3 separate regions of the Macaca mulatta genome follow, and regions 1 and 3 are each linked to region 2. Evidence: chromatin contacts called from public Hi-C data. All regions are on one chromosome and are shown on one strand. Each heading gives the region's core, a stretch centred on a gene start, on an enhancer-like site or on the middle of the called end of the contact. The rest is flanking DNA. Distances are from core to core; before and after follow the strand shown. Region 1 has its middle 8.3 kb from the start of MEFV. Region 2 holds the start of ZNF213 (zinc finger protein 213). Region 3 holds the start of ZNF75A (zinc finger protein 75a).

Evidence for each region. A called contact is a pair of places that touch in the nucleus more often than the background predicts.
Region 1: a contact with region 2 is called in a Hi-C map of blood, with 4 times the contacts expected there. The contact joins the enhancer-like site here to the promoter of ZNF213 in region 2. A contact is called at or near these places in 2 of 14 Hi-C or Micro-C datasets (blood and liver).
Region 3: a contact with region 2 is called in a Hi-C map of blood, with 4 times the contacts expected there. The contact joins the promoter of ZNF75A here to the promoter of ZNF213 in region 2. A contact is called at or near these places in 2 of 14 Hi-C or Micro-C datasets (blood and fetal cortical plate).

What each region holds. Positions count from the first base shown.
Region 1 is chr20:4,498,767-4,503,521 of T2T-MMU8v2.0, forward strand. It overlaps the pseudogene LOC100425905. Among named protein-coding and RNA genes, the nearest start is that of MEFV, 8.3 kb to the left of the region's middle. Within about 2 kb of position 1,830, at least 36 of the 40 cell types and tissues checked have an H3K27ac peak or open chromatin away from gene starts, as enhancers often do. A contact at or near this core is called in blood and liver, where this site is marked.
Region 2 is chr20:4,370,572-4,375,225 of T2T-MMU8v2.0, forward strand. ZNF213 (zinc finger protein 213) reads left to right here and starts at 1,346. Exons shown (of 4, transcript XM_015125449.3): 1 at 1,346-1,575; 2 at 3,339-3,852; 3 at 4,582-4,654. The coding sequence starts at 3,454. It overlaps LOC144337849 (a long non-coding RNA gene), which reads left to right. Exons shown (of 3, transcript XR_013411448.1): 3 at 117-1,078.
Region 3 is chr20:4,536,373-4,540,918 of T2T-MMU8v2.0, forward strand. It overlaps ZNF75A (zinc finger protein 75a), which reads left to right and starts at 2,332. Exons shown (of 8, transcript XM_077985481.1): 1 at 2,332-2,502. It also overlaps a transcript of TIGD7 not described here.

The DNA.
Region 1 (4,755 bases), core at 580-3,079, 130 kb after region 2:
GGCCAGATTTTACAAAGGGCCCTTGTTGCTACCTTAAGGAGTTCGTGTTGAATCCTGCAGGCAGCTAAGAGTTTCTGTAGGATCTCCTTAATTTGGACCAACCCACCTGCCTATCCCAGCCCAGATTAATGAGATTTGCTGCCCAGGCCCCTACGCACAGATAACCATATTTGTAACTGATCTTTCTGACGGCACCTCCTGAGCAGGATGGAAACGGAGGGAGAGGAAGTAGGGTGTGGCAGGTGGCCTTACCTCTGCTTAAGGGCTGCAGTCATGGGGATCTGAATAGATCCCCACACCACTCACCAATGAGTTTCATTTGGAATGCGGTAACGTTAAACAAGAGGGTTTGTAAAAAATAAAGGCCTACACAGATTATTTATTCTGATTATTAAATCTAGGTGGAGAGTACGTGGGTATTCATGTTACTCCCTCAACTTTCCTGTGCTTAAAAATCTTATAAAGGCCGGGCGTGGTGGCTCACGCCTGTAATCCCAGCACTTTGGGAGGCCGAGGCGGGCGGATCACGAGGTCAGGAGATCCAGACCATCCTGGCAAACATGGTGAAACCCCGTCTCTACTAAAAAAATAAATAAATAAATAAAAAATACAAAAAATTAGCTGGGCATGGTGGCGGGCGCCTGTAGTCCAAGCTACTTGGGAGGCTGAGGCAGGAGAATGGCGTGAACCCGGGAGGCGGAGCTTGCAGTGAGCAGAGATCGTGCGCCACTGCACTTCAGCCTGGGCGACAGGGCGAGACTCCGTCTCAAAAAAACAAAAAAAAAAAAACAAAAAAACTTACAAAAACTTTAAAACGCTCTGTCCTACCAATACAATATTTATAGGGACATGACTAGCAGCCAGGCTTTGGACACGCAGTCCCCGGCCACCAGAGGGCTGACAGGCTAGCAAAAGGGACAGAAAAATAACAAAACTGTGTCTGGAAGGCAACTACCCCCCTTGTTTTTCCTTTTCTTCTGTTTGTTTTTTGAGACGCAGTCTCACTCCGTCGCCCAGGCTGGAGCGCAGTGGCACGATCTTAGCTCACTGTAACCTCTGCCTCCTCGGTTCAAGCGATTCTCCTGCCTCAGGTTCCTGAGTAGCTGGGACTACAGGCGCCTACCACCACGCCCGGCTAATTTTTGTAATTTTTAGTAGAGACGGGGTTTCACCGTATTAGTCAGGCTGGTCTCTAACTCCTGACCTCGTGATCCGTCCGCCTCGGCCTTCCAAAGTGTTGAGATTACAGGCGTGAGCCACCGCGCCCGGCCCTGTGTTTTCTTACCAAGAAGCAGAACTGACACTCTCTCCTTTGGGGCTCCGTTTGCTGAATCCTGCCGTCTAAGGCGCTTCCCACTTCCCTTCCCTGCCCCCTGCTGCTGTCATTCCCACGCATCACCCTGTTTTGCAACTGCTTGTTTATGAGTCTGTAAGCCACGAAGTGGTGGGAAATACGAGATTCAAGTATCTGGTGGCCGTGTGACGTGGGTAAGTAACTCGATTTTTCTCAGCTTCCGTTTCCTATCAAATGGGTTGTTCTGGGAATTCGGGGAAGTAACAGTGCCGGGCACCGCGGGAGGAACCGCCAGCTGCGTCCTCGGACGTCCCCAGAGCCCGGGGCGGCGCCTGGCATGACTGTCAGGAGCGCCTCTGTGGAGAGGACAGTGAATCCCGACCGGGCACAGCCGTCCCTTCCAGGACCCCTCCCGCCGACGCCCCGCGGACCCCACGCCCGAGCGGAAGTCGGCGCCACTCCGGGGGTCTCCGGCCCGGCCTCTCCTCCCTGGCCCGGCGCCCCGAGGGGAAGCGGCCTGGGGGAGGAGACCTGCAGGAAGAGCGGCCGAGGATAAAGAGGAACTGTCCGCAGTGCGCCCGGACTCGGAGAGGCGCTAGGGTCTAGCGAGACCCGACCCGCGCGCAATTTCCGCCGGGGTCTCGGGCTGCCTGCGGGACGGAAGGGACCCAGGGCACCTTCTGCCGAAAACGTGTCTTCTGCTGAGGGGCCCACAGAAGGCGCGACAGACACTCCACTATGACCCTGACGCCCCGCCCTCACACGCACGCACATGCGCGGAACACTCCCAGAACCACATCTCCCAGAGTGCCCCGGGAGCACACGAGCCAATTGGAGGGCGGATAAGCGGGGGCCCACGTCTCCCAGAGGTCTCCGGTTCGCGGCTTCGTTGGTCTGATTGGCAGCCGCGACAGCCTATAGCGGCTTTTCGCCGGAGGGGCCGAGCGTCCTTTACCGGGAAGGAGCGGCTGTTGTCGCTGGTATCCCGGGAGCGGCGCCGGGAAGTGGAGTCGTCGAATTTCCGGACGGCCCGCGGCCCACGGAGATGGGACGTCCTGGGGCTGTGCTGACCCCAAAATCTTTCCACCCGTTATTAGCCTGTCGCCCTTTTTCGTTCATGTTTACAGCAAATATTTTACGAGCGCCTACTGTGTCCCACTTACCGTGCCACGTGCGAGTATGCACGTGTCAGGCAAGATCCCTGTTCCAAAGAGGCCGAGAACAAATAAATGGTAATTACCAGTTATAACAAAGCTGTGAAAGGAACAGATATTTCAGCCTAACAGCAGCACTGCCGTTTTCTCATTTATAATTAGCAGAGGCAGGCTAGAGCAAGGATTCTCAAACTCTGCCCCCTCAGAACCCTAGAATACAGTTTCTGAAACTTGTTTTTTGCTTTTGAACAAATCTAGTAACATGCTATGAGCGGAGAGGTAATGATTTGGCTCAAAGAAGGCACATGTATCTGGTTTCTTATTTCAGGAGCTTCATAGGCATAGACCTCCCTCCTTCCCTTCCCTCCCCCCCAACTAATGCCAAATCAGCCACTACTTTTTAACTGTTTTACATATTGAACTGTCAAGAAAGAGTTCCTTTGATCCAAGTGTATTGCAGCCCACGAAAAAGCTTGGAAACCCAGCTAGATGGTCTGTTTTTCTAGTTCCTACGTTCGATTTAAGTCCTACCCATCAAGACTACTGTCTTCAGGTAAGCATATCGAGGCCGTATTCACCTTCATGGTAGTCTCAGGGACACTTTCTTACACAAATGATGGTAATCATCCTAGATCATTTCCCTGCCTGCCACACTTGCCAGTTAGTTAGAAACTGTAAACCACTTAAATGTCTGTTACCAGGGCACTGGCTGAATAAGTTTTGGTGAATCCATTCCTTGGACTACACAGCATCCACTGAAAACAGTGCGGTGAATTTCTTTTGTTGTTGTTGTTTTTGTATTTTTTGAGACGGAGTCTCACTCTGTCGCCCAGGCTGGAGTACAGTGGCGCGATCTTGGCTCACTGCAAGCTCTACCTCCTGGGTTCACGCCATTCTCTCACCTCAGCCTCCCCAGCAGCTGGGACTACAGGCGCCCATCACCGCGCCCGGTTCCTTTTTTGTATTTTTAGTAGAGACAGGATTTCACCGTGCTAACCAGGATGGTCTCCATCTCCTGACGTGTGATGTGCTCGCCTCGGCCCCCCAAAGTGCTGGGATGACAGGCGTGAGCCACCATGCCCGGCCCCAGTGCGGTGAATTTCTGTGTTCTAATGTGCAAAGATGGTCTACGTATTATTCAGTGGAAAAAGCACGTTTGCAGTAAAGTTCAGATAGTATGATCCAATGTTTGTAAATAAGAGAAAAAATATTGTTAAAATTTAAGTATCTGGAGCGAAATGCAAGAAATAAACACGACTATCTCTCAAGAGTAGAATTGGGGGTAGGAGTTGGCCTTTTCCCTCTATGTTGTCTATACGTTTTAATTTTTTTTTTTTTTTTTTTTTTTTTTTGAGACAGAGTCTCACGCTGTCACCCAGGCTGGAGTGCAGTGGCGCAATCTCGGCTTACTACAACCTCTGCCTCCTGGGTTCAAGCAATTCTCTGCCTCAGCCTCCCAAGTAGCTGGGATTACAGGTGTGTGCCACCACGCCCAGCTAATTTGTTGTATTTTTAGTAGAGACGGGGTTTCACCATGTTGGCCAGGCTGATCTTGAACTCCTGACCTTGTGATCCACCTGCCTCAGCCTCCCAAAGTGCTGGGATTATAAGCGTGAACCACTGCACCCGGCCCGGATAATTTAAAGAAATACAAAGTGTAACATCTGTAAATTTGTTTAAAGGTTGCAGTGAGGAAGATCTTTCTAACCAAGACAAAAAAGCTGAAAAAGTTTAAAAATTCAGTTAAATAGAAAAATTAGAAAACTTCAGTATGACAAAAACAGCCATGAATACAGTTAAAAGGCCACAATGTAGGGAGACCCCATATCTACCCTCCACCACAAAATTAACTGGCCATGGTGGCGTGTGCCTGTGGTCCCAGCTACTCAGGAGGCTGAATTGGAAAGATCGCTTGAGCCTAGGAGGTCAAGGCTGCAGTGAGCTGTGATTGCACCACTGTACTCCAGTCTGGGTGATGGAGCAAAACCCTGTCTCAAAAAATAAAAATTAAAAAGGTGACAGAGAAAGTATTTGTACATACAATAATACCTGAAATGTTAAAGTACTACAATTTTTTTTAATGCTCAAAGGCTTAAATAGGCAACTCATGGCTGGGCGTGGTGGCTCATCCCTGTAATCCTAGCACTTTGGGAGGCTGAGGCGGGTGGATCATGAGGTCAGGAAATCGAGACCATCCTGGCTAACATAGTGAAACCCTGTCTCTACTAAAAATACAAAAAATTAGCCAGGCATGGTGGCATGTGCCTGTAGTCCCAGTTACCTGGGAGGCTGAGGCAGGAGAATTGC
Region 2 (4,654 bases), core at 96-2,595:
AAACTGTAAGAACAGACTAAAATATGAACAGTGCTTATTCCTGGATGGTCGTATTAGAAATGTTTTTTACCTTCATTCATTAAACAAATATTTACTAGGCATCTGCCATGTGCCAGGCACAATTCTAGGTGTTCGTGGTAGGGCATTAAAAAGTGTCTGCCCTCATGAACACTTATCGTTGAGTCGTGGGAAACAAATATTACACAAGTATATGTCAGGTAGTGATAAACATTAGGGAGAAAAGCAAGGCAGAGCTGAGGCTGTTTACAGAGCTCCGGGAGGCTTCCTTGAGGGGGTGACGTATGAGCAGAGTGAGGGAGCAAGCCTTGTGGCTATCATGAGAAAGCTATCTTTATGATTTGCCAATTAATTTTCTTAATTTTCTCTTCCAAGCATGCAACACCTACAAAATTAAGACAAAACAAACCAGGAAAGCTCTTTCCATTTATGAAAGATATCTGGAGCCTGAGATTATCTTCGGGTCGAGGCGTGGAAAGAGTGGGAGAGGATCCGAGGGTATGGAAAGGAGAACCCCGAGCCCCCCTGCTCTAGATCCCTCAGGGCCGTTGGATCCCTGACGCCCCGCAGCTCCTGGTGGACGAAGCAGCTGGTGGGAGAGCGCGGGACTGCGGCCAGGTCAGTGTCTTCTTGCCGCGTCCTGCTAAGGCGACCCGAAGACAGAGGATCGCCGCAGGAGGCTCCGCGCCCCTTACCCGACGGCATTTCCCAGGAAGCTACACGCCTCTCCAGGGAATTGGGAGGAGCGGGACCCAAGAGGCTGGAAACAAGTCTCCCAGGCCCAAGCTCCACCGCCCACGGCCTTTCGGCCCTCACCTACGAGTTGGCATAGAAAGACCGTGGCGGAAGGAAAACGCCGCTCCAGCGCATCCCTTCCGGCGGAGCAGGCGCTCCACTCGTGGCTAGGCCATATGCCCTCTCCTTTCCTCGGGCCAGCCTTGGCTTCCCCTTTTTGTCGCTCAAGGGCCAGAGGCGCAAGGAAATGTGAAAGAAAAGCGGCGACGAAAGAAAACAAAGCAAATCTAGACGCAAAACGTTGCCTTTCCTCCCGGATGCAGGTGTATGACGCATATGGCGTTTCCGTCTTCTAATAGGGAGCCTGAGAATTCTTCCTGTTCATTGGCCATCAGTCAGGGAGAAGGCGGGCTCAGTGAACGAACGGCTTTCTGGGAGCTAGGGAATGCTTGCGCCGCGTAGTTTCCCAGCGAGCCCTGCGACCACTTCCGGCGCCGAGAACTGGCGGCGGAAGTGGTGTCTCCTGGGCCGCCGTGGGCGTTGTGTGTTTCGGGGGCGGGGGCGGGGACGGGGGCTCTGGCCGCCTGGCTCCGACATCAAGCACCGGGCTCCGGGTGGCCGGGATCAGCGCCCCGAGGCAGAGGCCGGAGGGCGGGCGCACTACTAGGAAGTGCTGGGTCCCCCGCGCCGCTCTGCCCTCTTGGTCCGCGGGCAGACGCCCCTGCACGATCGCCGCTCGCCCCGCGGGCGAGGCTGCGGGGGACAGCACGGGGCTCTGGCTGGCTCGCCTTCCCGCCTGCCGTGTCCTGCTGAGCGACCCTGGTGAGTCCTGGCCCTCTTCGAGGAAAGTCTTCTTCGAAGTCACCAGAGGATGAGAATGGTGCACGCACCTTTCAGGGGTCTTGTGAGGAGCAGAATAAATAAAGCGCCTAGGGTGGACTAAATAATTGGAAACAACCCGAATGCATCACTTGAGTATTGATTAAGAAACTGGAGCGTATCCGTACCGCGGAAGCTCATAGTGCCGCTGTCTGTGCAGTAAGGTCTCATTTATGTAAAAACACATGAAGCACCTTCTTTTTCTTTTCTCCCCCCATGGATGGCTTTTTTAGTAAAAGCACAGAGAAAAGGTCTGGGACGTCACTTGTCAGACTGTTAAGTCGGGGGGTACAATTGCATTGAGGAAGGGAGAGTTTTACGGACTTCTGTATTGTTTGAATCTTCCCCCCTTTTTTATTACGATGGTTTGTATTTTTTTTTTTTTTCTTTTTACTTTTTTTTTTTTTTTGAGACGGCCTCAGTCTGTTGCCCAGGCTGGAGTACGGTGGTGCGATCATAGCTCATTGCAACCTCAAACTCCTGGACTCAGGAGATCTTCCCTCTTCAGCCTCCCCAGTAGCTGGGACTACAGGAGCCCCACCCGGCTTTTTTTGTTTTTTGGTACAGATGGCGTCTCACATTGTCTTCCCAAAGTGGTCTTGAACCCCTGGCCTCAAGCAATCATCCTATCTCTGTCTCCCAAAATGCTGGGATTACAGGCATAAACCACCAAGCCCGGCCAGTTTGTATTTGTATTGTTGAAACAAAAAATCGATTACTGAAAATTGCATAATACACTTTTCAGTAAAGAGTAACGATGTAAGGTATAAAGGTGTCATACATTTATATGTACCTGTGGATAAATGGCTTTGGATGGTGTCTATGAGGCCTTCTGTGACACCTCAGGGCCAGATGTGTTTTGGAATTCAGAGGTTTTCAAATTTGAGAAAACTAATATAGTGCACATACAATATATCAAGCACATCTCCAGAGGGATCTGGGGCAACACTAAATAATGAAACACATCAGTTAAAATTTTTTAATTAGGCAGGGCGCAGTGGCTCATGCCTGTAATCCCAGCACTTTGGGAGGCCAAGGCGGGTGGATCACAAGGTCAGGAGTTCGAGACCATCCTGACCAACATGGTGAAACCTCGTCTCTACTAAAAATACAAAAATTAGCTGGGCGTGGTAGCTGGTGCCTGTAGTCTCAGCTACTTGGGAGGCTGAGGCAGGAGAATCGCTTGAACCCAGGAGGCAGAGGTTGCAGTGAACCAAGATTGCACCACTGCACTCCAGCCTGGGCAACAGAGTGAGACTCTCTCAAAAAAAAAAAAAAAAAGATTTTTAGTTGATGTATAATGTCCATACAGAAAAACACATCAGTGGGTATAGCTCAATGAATTTTTATAAACTGAAGATATATGTTATTAATATTTCTGCCATAATTTTGAATATTTACATTTAGTGGAATAAATTGAGATTATAAATATGCTTATATCAGGTCAGGTGGTGCTGCCAAATGATTGATATTGGGTTTTGCTTTCAAAGAGTTATGAAATACCCGGGTTTTGTATTTCTGGCTTTGGGATGAGAGCTTGTGGGCCTGTGTTAATAGAGATAGTCACATGAGCAAGGCATTACAGTAAAGCCTAGAAAAGGCTTCAGGGCCATGAAAGGATGGGACTGGATGGCTCTACAGCCTGGGGTTTGCTCCTGTATTCCACATCCTTCCTCCTCAGTCCTGCCATTTTGCTCTTTCCCCAGGAGTACACATCCAGATGCCGGCCCAGCAACCACAGGGGATCCCTCTGGGAGACTAAAAGTACAGGTTCTGGGGCCCAGGTTGAGGCCGACCAACCCTGAGCCTCAGGCCAGGGGAATGGCAGCCCCCTTGGAGCCCCAGGACCAGACCTCTGGGGAGGGAGAAGGGCTTCTGATTGTCAAAGTGGAAGATTCCTCCTGGGAACAGGAATCTGCCCAGCATGAGGACAGCAGGGATTCCGAAGCCTGCCGCCAGCGCTTCCGGCAGTTCTGCTATGGGGATGTGCATGGGCCTCATGAGGCCTTCAGCCAGCTCTGGGAGCTCTGCTGCCGCTGGCTGCGGCCCGAGTTGCGCACCAAGGAGCAGATCCTGGAGCTGCTGGTGCTGGAGCAGTTCCTGACGGTGCTTCCAGGGGAGATCCAGGGCTGGGTGCGCGAGCAGCACCCAGGAAGTGGCGAGGAGGCTGTCGCCTTGGTGGAGGACCTACAGAAGCAGCCATTGAAAGCCTGGCCGCAGGTGAGGGGCCCTTCAATATCCAGAGTCACCTGGATGGTACCTGGCGAGTAGGTACCCTGCAGAGACAAGTCTCCTAGAGGCTCACAGGGTAGGGGAGACACAGAGCCCCCAGGAGCAGGCACACAAGCACAGCATGCCATGGGTGCCTTTCTGAAAGATGCAGTCCAAAGTAAATGTGATTTATTTTTTGCGGCTGTGGAAGGCAACAATAGGGCTGAAGTGTGAATGTTCCAGAAAGGAAGTTTTAGCTCCATGCAGGGTCTGCTGATGTTTATTTGCATTTTGCTCTAGGCCTGGCTCTGAGGACACTAGGGTGTGCAGAGAGCCAGCTCCAGAGTGGGGCTAGAAGGTGGAGCTGTCCGGGGCCCCAATTACCTTGTGGGATGTTGGATCCTTCATATTGGATGCATCTGGGGAGGTTCTGATGAGTGGCTAGGGGATGGGGTTGTGCCTTTGGCAGGAGGGTCCCCAGCTCCCCGCTTGCTAAGTGGCTGTGATTCTGGCCTTTCAGGGCTGGTTCTTGCCTCGTGAATGATCAGGGAGCGTCCTCGGGCAAACAGCATTGCCTGGTATCACATTCTCCTCTGGACTTTCCTGGGGCACCATATTGGTCTCCTTCCCACACCCCAGCATCCTGAGGGTCATGTCCTGTGTCTCCTTCCCAGGGAATAAACTCTGTCTCCCCCGGTCTGGTCTCGGGCTGATGAGCATATTGTGGTTCCTGCACAGGATGTGCCCTCGGAGGAGGCGGAACCCGAGGCTGCAGGCCAGGGATCTCAGGCCAAGGGGCCTCCCCCGATGG
Region 3 (4,546 bases), core at 1,082-3,581, 170 kb after region 2:
ATTGGGCCAAGTGATAAGAATCTTAATGCTGAGGGCGTTACTGTCCACTGGTTCTGATAGACTGAGAACAATACTTACTTCTGAAGAAATGAAGTCCCAACCTGGCTGAGATATTAAGGAAATGAACCTACTTAGACACATATTCAAGTGACTTAGGCAGACGCTCATTATTAAATCTGTTTATCTTTCTCTCTCACTTAAAAGGGATCAAGATCTATGCCTAAGATGAGTTACATCCTATCCTATCCAAAAGCAAACATAGCATAATGACCTGGCAATGGCCTCTCATCTTCATTCTCACCTTAAACTTACCTTAGATGAACTGCCCTAGAAAGAAGCTCGGTCAAAAATGCTCAAATGGTGCTCCAGGATTTACTTTCTTTTTTCTTTTTTTTTTTTTTTGATACGGAGTCTCGCTCTGTTGGCCACGCTGGAGTGCAGTGGCCAGATCTCAGCTCACTGCAAGCTCCGCCTCCCGGGTTTACGCCATTCTCCTGCCTCAGCCTCCCGAGTAGCCGGAACTACAGGCGCCCGCCACTGCGCCCAGCTAGTTTTTTTTTGTATTTTTTAGTAGAGACGGGGTTTCACCATGTTAGCCAGGATGGTCTCGATTTCCTGACCTTGTGATCCGCCCATCTCAGCCTCCCAAAGTGCAGGGATTACAGGCTTGAGCCACCGCGCCCGGCCCCTCAGGATTTACTTTCTTAAATGCACTCTTTTCATTCCCATTCAAAGGACTGCAGTATAAGTTCTACATAAACTCGTTTTCTAACTTTTAAAACTCTTCCTCTAAATGCAGCCCAACTCAGTAAAAACGTACTTAAGATCTCACACTCTAATAATTTCCAGCTTTTAAAGCCTTTACTCCCACCCTTCCCTCTGCCTGGAATGTGTCTCCATACCCTGCTGTGGACAAAATCCCTGTGGACAAAAGGTCTTTTATAATTTCCCCAACCCCAAATCAACTGATTTTCTCGGAGTTCTCACAGAATTCAGTTTATGTCCTATTCTTACTTTGTGTTACTGATATTCATGACATTGCCTCAGTCCTTTCAATAGACTGCTTAAGGACAAAGACGTCTTTTTTTTTTTTGAGACGGAGTCTCGCTGTGTCGCCCAGGCTGGGGTACAGTGGCGCGATCTCGGCTCACTGCAACCTCCGCCTCCCGGGTTCACGCCATTCTCCTGCCTCAGCCTCCGAGTAGCTGGGACTACAGGCGCCCGCCACCACGCCCGGCTAGTTTTTTGTATTTTTAGTACAGACGGGGTTTCACCATGTTAGCCAGGATGGTCTCGATTTCCTGACCTCGTGATCCACCCGCCTCGGCCTCCCAAAGTGCTAGGATTACAGGTTTGAGCCACCGCGCCCAGTCAAGGACAAAGACGTCTTACTCAGCTCTGTAACACTGGCTACGCATAGCTGACTTAATAGTCCCTTGACTGCTATAGGCTGACGTTACAAAAACTGGTAATTCGGAAACCACTCATACTGGACTTATTAAATAATCCCTCAACTGGTACAGACTGACATTACAAAAACTGATTAATTCAGAGATCACCGAACACCCAAAACACTTAGATTCTTATAACTATGATTCAGTAAATATGTGTGGAATGCTTATCTTATCCAGGTGACTATGTTAGGCGCTGCATGAGATACGAGATGAAAACAAGGTTCCCATTTTCCTGGGAAGAATACTGGAGTGGAAAACGCAGAAGATATCACAACAGGAGAGCTATTTCCGATTAGCCGCCGCCACTGCTGAGCTATGTGACCCTGAGCAAGTCATTAGGTCTTCGTTTCTCTGTCAAGGAGAGGTAGAAAAAGTACCTATTTCACAGGTTCAAACCTACCTCACAAGAAAAAATAGTTGTGGGGAATGCGTCACGAGACCTAGAAAACGGTACAAAACCCTCGGGGGGCCGTTGTTTCTGAGCTAGCCAGTGGCCCGACCCGGACAAAATGCCTCTACGTCGAGGAGGCTGCGACGAGCCCAGCAACAGCTCGAGCGCTGCCGGCCGGGCCGCGGGAAGCCCGAGGACGCGGCGCGCGCAGCTGGGCGGCGACCCTTACCCGGCGAGGCTCCCGGGCCCCGACAGCCACACAGAACAGACGTGGCAGTGCGACGCCTCCCCCACTGGGGACACCAGACGGCGACAGCCACGCGGTGAGCCGGTGCAAGGCCCTCTAGGCTTCCGCGGGTCTGGAGACTCGGTAGCGTTAACCCTTCCCCACCTCCGGGGCCGGCAGCAGTTTCTCTGGCGAGGAAGTAGGCCGGTTTCAGACGCCTTAGCCGGAAGGCGGGCCTCCGCGCGCCCTCGGAAAGCGTCACTTCCACTTCCGGCCGGCTCTCGGGCTCTGAGCCTGGACAGGGCAGCGGTAGGGCAGCACCGCTGTCGGACGGCGGTTGCGCGCCTCAGATCGGCAACCTTCCGCGCGGCGGCTTGAGTTTGAGCGTCAGAAAGCGAGGAGCGGCCTTCACGGAAGCCAGGCTGGCCGAGGTAACCGAGAAGCAGCTTCCCCTATGGCTTAGACCCTGAAGTCGCTGAAGCGGCGGCGGCCGCAGGGGGGCAGACATTTTCCGTAGGCGGCGGCCGCGGCGCTTCCGGGCCGCGCGGCTGGATCCTGAGGCGGGGCCCCCGTCGGGCTCGAGAAACCATTCTCTCCCTGCTTTTCGCAGCTATAGTCCAGAGGCGCGGCTGAAGCTCGCTGGGACACTGCCCGCTTGCCTAGTGCCCGCCGGCACGCCTGTCGCAGACACAAGCTGTGGCGAATCCGAGTGCTGGCAGGCAGCAGTGCCTGCAGCTCCTTTACCTCAGACCCTTTACCGCCTCCGCTGGCATTTCCGTGTCCGGCTGATGTTATGCGGTCGGTTGAGCCTCAGGGCTAGCGGCTTCTGCTGATGCAAAAACACAGGAAGTGTCTCTGTGCTTCCGGAGCCGGGGTGGGCAGCGGGGCGCTGGCCACTTCTTTGAATACCGGTGGCATCCTGGCCAGAATTTCGGTGCCGTTTCTGCTGGCTTACTTCAGGAAAAGTGAGGCTCACGGCTCTCCTCAGCCCCACTTAGAAGTCTAAATGACCTTCCGAGAAATGTAAAGTCAGCAAAAGTTTCACTTTCATCGTCACCAGCTCCTATTGGAGTTGATATTTCGTAGACATCAGCGACAAAAAGAAAATATGACTTGATATTTTGTAAATAAAATATCCTTTCTTACGTGATATTTTGTAAACAGACCAGTTGTGATTTTGTCCAGATCAAGTAAGCACAGTTAAAAATGCGTGTAGGCCGGGCGCGTTGGCTCGCGCCCGTAATCCCAGCAATTTAGGAGGCCAAGGTGGGTGGATCACGAGGTCAGGAGTTCGAGACTAACCTGGCCAAGGTGGTGAAACCCTGTCTCTAATAAAAATACAAAAATTACCCGGGCATGGTGGTGTGTTCCTGTAATCCCAACTACTCGGGAGGCTGAGGCAGGAGAATGACTTGAACCCGGGAGGTGGAAGTTGCAGTGAGCTGAGATCACGCCACTACACTCCAGCCTGGGTGACAGGAAGAGACTTCATCTCAAAAAAAAAAAAAAAAAAATTAATATAAATCATCTGCATGGCAGGCTTTATGTGTCTTGCAAAGAAGAATGATGGGCATATTTTTGCTTACTTGGGAGACATGGTCTGAAAATAGTTTACTTTTTTACTTTCCTTCTGTAGTAACCCCTCCCCCCACTTTATCTGGGTTTCACTTACCCGCTGTCAACTGCGGTACAAAAAATATTAAATGGAAAACTCTAGAAATAAATAGTTCATAAGTTTTAACCCTTTTTTTTTTTTTTTTGAGATGGAGTCTCGCTTTGCTGCCCGGGCTGGAGTGCCCTGGTGCGGTCTCAGCTGACTGCAACCTCTGCCTCCCGGATTCAAACAGTTCTCCTGCCTCAGCCTCCTGGGTATCTGAGACTACAGGCACGCACCACCACACCTGGCTAATGTTTGTATTTTCAGTGAAGAAGGTTTCACCATATTGGCCGGGCTGGTCTTGAAGTCCTGATCTCAGGTGATCCACCCACGTTGGGCCTCCGAAAGTGCTGGGATTACAGGCATGAGCCACCGCGCTCCGCCAGTTTTAAGTAACTTATTACAGTGTTTTATTGTTAATCTCTTATTGTATCTCATTTATAAATTAAACTATCATAGCCATGTATACATAGAGAAAATAGTAAAATGCAGTTAGATGCTGTTGGGGGTTTTAGGTATTCACAGAATGTACTGGAACTTACACCCCTTGGATAAGGGGGTACTACTGTATTTTGATCTCACTGTCTCAGCTCTTTTGCCAGTATTCCTACAATGGAAAATCTTAAATGTTGTTTTTTAAGGTGCCTTTATTTTTAGTTTTTAAATTAGAGAGACAAAGTCTTGCTCTAACTCCCAGGCCAGAGTGCAGTGATGAGGTCATGGCTCATTGCAACTTTGAATTCCTAGGCTCACGTGACTCTCCCACCTCAGCCTCCTGAACTAGAACTACTAGTGTGCTCTACCATCCTGGCTTTTTT